2 separate regions of the Gossypium arboreum genome follow, and region 2 is linked to region 1. A link is a contact called in public Hi-C data. All regions are on one chromosome and are shown on one strand. The core of a region is the stretch at or near the end of the contact, and the rest is flanking DNA. Distances in the headings are between cores, read along the strand shown. Region 1 overlaps LOC108463101 (agamous-like MADS-box protein AGL30). Region 2 has its middle 23 kb from the start of LOC128287669.

Evidence for each region. A called contact is a pair of places that touch in the nucleus more often than the background predicts.
Region 2: a Hi-C map of leaf shows a contact between it and region 1, with 4 times the contacts expected there. The contact joins two enhancer-like sites. A contact is called at or near these places in 2 of 5 Hi-C or Micro-C datasets (both in leaf).

What each region holds. Positions count from the first base shown.
Region 1 is chr13:24,070,378-24,074,566 of ASM2569848v2, forward strand. LOC108463101 (agamous-like MADS-box protein AGL30) reads left to right here. Exons shown (of 12, transcript XM_017763044.2): 8 at 20-116; 9 at 336-383; 10 at 477-604; 11 at 856-1,195; 12 at 1,434-1,881. The coding sequence ends at 1,445. Among protein-coding and RNA genes, the nearest start is that of LOC108463101, 4.8 kb to the left of the region's middle. Within about 2 kb of position 1,819, at least 1 of the 2 cell types and tissues checked has an H3K27ac peak or open chromatin away from gene starts, as enhancers often do. A contact at or near this core is called in leaf, where this site is marked.
Region 2 is chr13:24,544,834-24,549,022 of ASM2569848v2, forward strand. No RefSeq gene overlaps it. Among protein-coding and RNA genes, the nearest start is that of LOC128287669, 23 kb to the right of the region's middle. Within about 2 kb of position 2,383, at least 1 of the 2 cell types and tissues checked has an H3K27ac peak or open chromatin away from gene starts, as enhancers often do. A contact at or near this core is called in leaf, where this site is marked.

The DNA.
Region 1 (4,189 bases), core at 569-3,068:
ATTACTATTGACTACTCAGCTGTTGGACTGACGTGGACAAGATCAATAATGTCGAACATTTGGGGCAAATGGAAGATTCACTGAAGGATTATCTGAATCAAATTCGAGCCCATAAGGTATGCCTATTGTTTCTCTAAGTAGTTAGATCTTTTACAAGAAGATGCGCTTGAGTTTGCTTAGTTAAACCAAGGCAAAAAGAGAAAAGAATAGCTGATGCAAGCAGTGGACCGATGAATGAAATCACATACTATTCATATTCTCTTTAAAAGCTCAAATGATGAATGCCAAATATGTTTTTTTCACTTAAAACTACCTTATCTACCTTCTTTTGGCAGGAAAATTTAGGAAAGCAGCAGCTTTTACCGATGGAATGCACAAGTCAGGTAAGAATGTCTGATGTGCTTGAAATATTTTCCTGCTCAGCTTGCTCTTTAAAGTAGCGAGAACATAATATCTTAACGATCCTTTTATTGCAGTTCCAAAATGAAATGCATGTACCTTTTAGAATGGGAATTGAGCAACAGCTCCAATCTCTTGCATGGATGGCTAATAATGATAGTAGATCCATGGCCTTGACTGAGGACCCAAATCTGATTCCCCCTAGGTGAGTGGAGTTTCTAGAAATATTTTTTTTGCTAAACTTTCACTGATACATATAATCTTGTCTTCTACAAATTGAAACTGAAATAAATGCCTACTTTTGGATGCGAACATTTGTTTAAATAAATCTTTTGTGAAGCATGAAATACATGTACAAGTCTCTAATTAGTAATATTTATATTTATTTATTTTTGTTACATGTATAAGTTGATGAAAAAGGCCCTGATGCATTATGATGTTGATTTGTAATTTCAGGGATGTGGAGTGTTCTGCAAGTTCCTCATTTGGAAGTTATTCGGGTTACTTCGGCACACCTAAAAGTTCTGAACTATCGAGTTCTGGACAAGAAAATGGCATCCTTAATGATTTGCAACTAGGTGGACAATGCCCCTTCTTCTCGTACGATCTTAGCATACTGAATGATCACAAATTCCAACCAGTGGCAGAGATGAACTTTCCGGAAACTCCTGTAGATTATCATGTTAACGGAGTTCTAGCAGGTCCTAGAGCTGGATATGACCCAAACCAAGGTAGTTGGGCTTCCACTTCTGGCCCTTGTGCTGTTACCATGTTTGATGAGCCATTATATACTGGAGTAAGTCTTTCGCCATTACTCTCATTATGCATTCAATTCTTGAGCAACATGGCATGTTTCACGTACTATTTTACCTGCATGAATGTCTGTACATTCACATATATGTGGACCATAGGAAGAGGCATGTGCACGTATGCATCTCTCATCTATATAATATATGCATGGTCTCTTAGATCCACAAACTGGAAATTGTATATGTTCTCGACATAATTCAAATTCATGTTATTGTCTGTTGCAGCAACTAAACTGAGATGCAGAAGAGTGATGCTACAATTCATTTCATCCACTAAGCAAACTATGGAGAACTATACTATACAATGCGGAATTAACCGAAAATCCTCAAAAATTGCCTAGACATTTTGTTATCACCAAGTAAAACTCGTACTCGGATGATGTGATGATAGCTCGACTGCACGACATATGGTTACCTTAATAGTGGTAAAATGCAGACCAAATGCTGCTAACTCCAATCAAATGAGGCACCACATTTCTGTATACTAATATATTTAGTAGTAGATTTTCTTATTAACTTATTTTTGTTTTCACCTTTTGATTACTAGAGTTTACTAATGGCGGTCACTGCCTTTCCTCAATGTCAAGTTTAAGCTGTAAATAAAACAAATAGCAAGACATTGATTGTAAATCATATGATTAACATATAAAAATGCACGACAGCAACTTCTTCACTGACTGGATTTTATACTGACGTAAAAATATGCATGGACTCAACAATGTTGCCCAGATTGGGACATCACAACAGCCCTTTTGTCCCCCACCAAGCCAAGCTGGACCAGACTAAATTAAATCACCTTTAGACTTTTTTCTTGTGAAATCATGTCATTAAAATTAATGTCTCTAAATCTTCTACGATCCTAGGCAGCGATTCATATCACATGCTGGCATGGAAAGGGCTTAATCGGGGAATATTCTCAGGACAAGAAAATCCTTGACGTGCTAACAGCCAGCATGGACAAGATAGCTAGAAATTTGTCCCGAGAAATATATCCACAGCTCAGCTGGATTTGAGAGAAAAGGGTCTCGCTAAAGCCATGTTTAAGAGCTCAGTTGTGGTGCAATAATTAAGGATTTAAAAGGGGATGCGCCCTGTTTTCTTAACAACATGAATCATGCAAAATTGAAGTTGGTGTTGACTTGTTTCGATTGTGACTTTGAGATACAATGCAGTGCAATGGTCCTAACCCTTAACAACTAACAACAAGATCATAAAAATTGTTTTTTAAATAGAATGAAAAAAAAAAAAATTTAGACAACTCAAAGTTTCCTTATGAGATATTTTGGTATTTGATAGTCATATTGAGCACTCATTAAATTTAAAGTTCATTTGAGTTAAACTCCCAAACAAGGAACACAATTCTCCCAAATTTGTTTTCTCTATTCTCAAGACTCCGAAGTTCTTCCACAAAGCTCGAACCCAATATATTATTTAAGGATATTGAGCTCATTACCACTCAATCCAACAAATATTTGGGAAAACTCAAATATTTGTATAATTATTTAAAAAAATATTTAATTGAGTAAATTATGATTTTAATTTTTGAATTGTATATGATTTATAAATTTAACACTTTAATTTGATATAATTTAATTTATTATTATTACTTAATCCAAATCAAATTTAAAAATTTGTTAGTCTTTAGAAAATAGTTCAAATAATGAAGCTAAGTTGATTATTTTTAATCACGAAGTAGCAAAAGAATTACTATTTTGATAATAAGCATTTCACATTCTAAATGACAAAGAGAATTTCAAATTTCAAGTTTATAAAAGGATTTGACATTAATTAAAAAAATTATTTATCAATGTTGGTATCGATCCGATTAAGCAACGAATAAGTAAAAAATAGTAGAAGAAATTAAGAAATTGAATACACAAATTTAACGCAGAAAAATCCCTCCAAAGAGGATAAAAAACCACGGTAAAGATAATTTTACTATAATGACAAAAGAACAAAGAGTACAAAGATGGAGATAAAAACTAAACCCTGAAACCCAAAAAACAAAAAACCCTCAAAACGTAAACACAAAAATTCTCCAAAAGTGTTATGAGTTCTAATCTCTAATGAGTGTATTTTCTAAGGCTGTAAAAGAGCCTATTTATAGGCTAAATTCATAGGTCAAAAAATAATAAAATAATCTAGACTAATTAGAGTTTGATTGAAACAAATAAACAGAGTTTAACTGGAAGATTATTTCTCAAATTTGACTGAAATAGGAGTTATACTCAACAAATCTCCACATTTACTCATATTTCAACAACGTCATCTTTGCCAAAGCCTGCCACGGGCCTATCTTGAACTATCCAGGGAATTAACAAAGTTGAATCTATGTTTAGAAACACGAAGACTTCTAGCTTTTGACTTTATACACTGCCAAATCAAAACTAACTCGGGTTTGATTTTCACGAACACAGTGCCCTAACTTTTCAAAACCTGCATCCAAAAGAGAACCTCTCTTCAATGAAACAGTCATACATTTTTTCCTCCTATGACCAAGTTGCCTCTGTTCCAAACGATTTAACTTCGACTTCGTAATGGGCGAGGGACGTCTGGTTTCACAGGTCACTGTAGAACCTTCTAGAATATAAAGATTGTCGGTCCTTTTACCTTTTAACAAAACGAGAGCTCCACGAGATACCTTAATGCCGCTTGACTCGATGTTGATTTCGCATCCTTTCGAGTCTAAAATACTCAAGGTGATGAGATTATTTTGTAAATCAGGTACATACCTGACATCTGAGAGTGTCATAATCGTCCCATCTTGCATCCTAATTTTAATAGTACCAATACCAATTACCTTATTCGATGAATCGTTTCTCATGCGTACAACTCCACCTTCAACCGAATTGTATGTGGAGAACCATTATCTATTGGGACACATGTGGAAAGAACATCCTGAATCTAAGATCCACTCAGACGTAAGTTTGGAGTTATCACTTGTTCACACTAACAAGAAATCGTTACCGCTTTTATCGGCC
Region 2 (4,189 bases), core at 1,133-3,632, 480 kb after region 1:
AAGAATCGGGAGTCTTTATATTCTGGAAGGATCTACAGTGACTGGTGAAATCAGACGTCCCTTGTCCGTTACGGAGTCGAAGTCAACTCATTTGGAGCGGAGGCAACTTGGTCATAGGAGGGAAAAAGGTATGACCGTTTCGTTAAAGAGAGGTTCTCTTTTGGATGCAAGTTTTGAAAAGTTAGGGCACTGTGTTCGTGAAAATCATACCGGGTTAGTTTTGATTTGGCAGTGCACAAGTCGAAGGCTAGTAGTTTTCCAGCTTTTAAGCACAGATTCGACTCAGTTAATTCCCTGCATAGTTCAAGATAGGCCTGTGGTGGGCTTTGAAAAAGATGGCGTTGAATCAAGTTGGAGATTGTTAGAGTTGTGTGATCCAAATTCTAATATTTTTTTCTAGAAGATTTAGTATTTATTAGATATTTAGCATTTATTAGCATAGTTTATTTGACTTGCTATTTTTCCTATAAATAGGGTCTTTTACAACCTTAGAAAATACACCCCTTAGATATTAGAACCATAACACATTTAGAGAATTTTGTGTTTACGTTTTGAGGGCTCTTTGTTTTCGGGTTTTCGGGGTTTAGTTTTTATCTCCATTTTTGTACTCTTCGTTCTTTTGCCAATATAGTATAATTATCTTTACCCGTGATTTTTTTTATTCTCTTTGGAGGAGTTTTTCCATGTTAAATTTGTGTGTTCAATTTCTCAATTTATTCTGTTATTTTTACTTGTTCGTTGCTTAAATCAGGTGGATCCTAACATCACCCTTATTATTATTGTTATTATTATTATTTTTGTATATCATATGTTTGGGATTTACTAACTATATTTCTTTTTTAATTTTTATTTTAAAGAAGATTTTAATTTTAAAAATATTCACTCTTAATGTTGGGGTGTTAAATTTTATCAATACTTCAATCACGATACAAGAACTCTCATATAAATAGAGTTTAAAAACCCCACAAATTCATTAATACTAACTCCTACACAAAAATATTAAAATTAGTGGAATTATTTAATTTGACGATTACATAATCCAATTAAGATTAAGTAGACCACCAAAATTACATCAAAAACATTCTTTTAAAATAGTACATCACTTGGGCATTCAAATACAAATTATAAGGTTCGATATTATAACCTCCAACATGGAAAAGGCCCGCCACTATCAGAGTTGGTGGAACATTTTACATCAGTTTGTTTGGAGAAATATATAAACTTAGCTTAGCTGGGAGCTAGCTGAACAAATCAAATCATACTAAATTATGAACATGTTAATGATGGCAGGTTGGAAACCAAAGAAAAGAAAAACCCTAATTATTTTGCTGTCCTTCAAAGAATTGTGGATTTGATGAGTATTATTTTTTAAACAATTGTGCATACAATTACATCTAAAATGTTAAACAACTTTGATTTTAAGGAAATTCTTTTGCCTACTTAATTACTTATTCTTTCGATTTTTCTCTAATTTAAGAAGTTAATTACGACTATCCAAAGTTGATGGTACAATGCCTAGATGCTTACTTAATCATTAATGTTATAACCACAATGCAATAATAAGCTATCATTATAGTATCTATATGTCCAAGTTGAGTAGAGAAAACAAATTTCCTTTTAGAGTGAAAAGAAAAAAGCATAATTTCTCATAAAGTGAAAAAAATTTCTTTTGTACCTAACAAAGAGCACAATCCTGTTGTCTGCCATATGTAGCCAATAATTTCAACTTGTAGTATATTGTTTCCCTTGTGATTTAAACACTAATCACCTAGCTAATTATTTGTCTAATTACCATAATCTCTTAATTTCTATATATGAAACCAACAATATGTATTTGATATTAATGACCAAACTAGTCTAATCCAATCCATGATTAAGTTGGAAAATTCCATTGGAATAATCTCAAGTTATTATTTTTTTTAGGTTTTATGTCTCAATCAAGTTTTTTATTTTCATAACAATGTTTCGTATGGAAATGAATAAATGCCTATTTGGAAGAGTTGAACTTTATGACTTGATTCTCTTGCAAGTTGGATGTGAGTAGTGTCTACTTAGAAAAATTTAACATTGATCTAAATTAATGTAGTTAGAAGATTTATAAAATGTAGGTTTAGAAATTGCGATGATTTAAAATTAAATTAAATTATATTTTTATTTAACATATAATTAATTTTTAATTTTTATGATTTAAAATTAAAAAAAAGCAATATTAATATGTGGAAGGGGATGTTGGAAAAACAAAACCGATAATTTAGAAAATTAAAAGGCGTTTCTCAAAAAATGAAAAGAAAAGAAAACGGTGATGTTGAAAACCACGTGCAATGTTGTAAACAAAGAGTGGCCCAGATTAATGGGAGGCCCATTTCAGGATGAGTTGGGTTGAATGTTTGGTGCCAATCACACGGTAAATTCACCCACATTTTTCACGTCTCCTATCCTATGGCTTAGCTATAAAAATAAATGGTCCAATGCCATCTAACTACGCTTTATGGCAATTTATAAACAGAACACTACGTAACCCACACCCATGAAATAGATAGCTCTATATAGCAAAAAGGAAGATATAATAATGATATCATTAAAAGGAAACTTAATGGAGTAAATGTGGTGAATTATTATTATTATTATTTTTGAATTATAAGAGTAGGGTAAAGTCCTAACAATAACGTAATTAAGCATAATTCAAACTCAAGTCACACCTAGAAGCGGTGAATATCTTGGCCATCAAGCCAACGCATAAGGTTCATGGTGAATTACTCTTTGGGATGTGATAAATAAGATAAAATATATAAAAATAGATATCTGAAAGTTTTTAATTTCATGTTAAAAGTTTGGATTTAATATATAAAAATAAAGTGTCAAGTACAATGGTAAAATTCATTATACTCTTAAGGAGAATTAAATCCTAATATAGGAAATGTAAACATGAACTTGAAAAGATTAAACTTTATAAACTCTAAAATAGACATGATAAATACTTTAATTATACTAAAGAAAAAGTTTGGGTTTAGATTTCTCTAGTTATGGCTAGAGGTGAAGCTAAAAATATTTACGGGGATCGGAATTAAATTATATATTTTATGATAATAAAAGTGCAATCTTATTATTTTAATAGTCTATATCTTTATAATTTTAAAAATTAAATCAAAATTTTATCATTTTAGAGAGGTCAAGACTTCTAGCAACATCCATAACTCTATCTTGAATTATGACAATTTTTTTCTATAAAAGCGATGCAATGTAATTTGATAATATTAAATACTATAAATAAATAAAACTAATGTTAAATCAATTTGACTTAGAATAAAATTTCTCAAAATATTTCATGCTATGAATTTATCCATTGAAAAATCTCCAAAATCTCCACCTCAGAATTAAGATTTTTAAAACCTAACCTAGAAAGATAAAAGTTAAGATACTTTGAAAAAAGGGTCATTTTCTGGCTAATTGAATCCAGCTCCACATCACAATAACTAAGGTCATCCACTCAAAACAAAAACGAAAGCTTAGAAGTGTTTTAATGACAGGCAGAGTAATGATGTTGTAAAGCACTAAAATGATCTTTAAATACAAAGCAAAACCCATTTGAAATAGTTCAGTTTAAACAATCCTAATAGCTATAAATGCAGGCTGGGACTTCTTTCCAATAAAAGAAGCAATAATCTGTTAGTATATAACACCAAGTTCTTAGGTAGGTTGCCAATTAATTGAACCAAGTTGATTATTTTTGCTTATGAATAGTCTTACATGTAGCCTATAGGGGCCAATATGTTTGCTCAACTGCTTTGAATTATATATATGTACATTTTGATTTGGACTTCATTTCCCTTTCTCTTGTATGGCCTAAGATTGAGTTTTTTTTTCTTTCTCTTTTCAATGTGGGGTAACCAATTTGAATTCAAGCTTCATATCGGATATGTTATGTATCTCTTATCAGGTTCATTTGGGTAATTGTCAAAAGCTTATCCCCATTATTTCTTCGGCCAATATGAAAAAAATTTATGCCTTTTGACTCATAAATATGATTTTTCCTTGCTTCCAAAAGCACATATACATGAATATAGATGAATTGGTGAAACATTTCTCTCTCCGTACTCAACACTTATACTTTAAATTTCACATTGATTATAAAACATTTTCATAGCTCGCACTTAAATTATAAATAATTGTTGATTTATTGATTATTTAC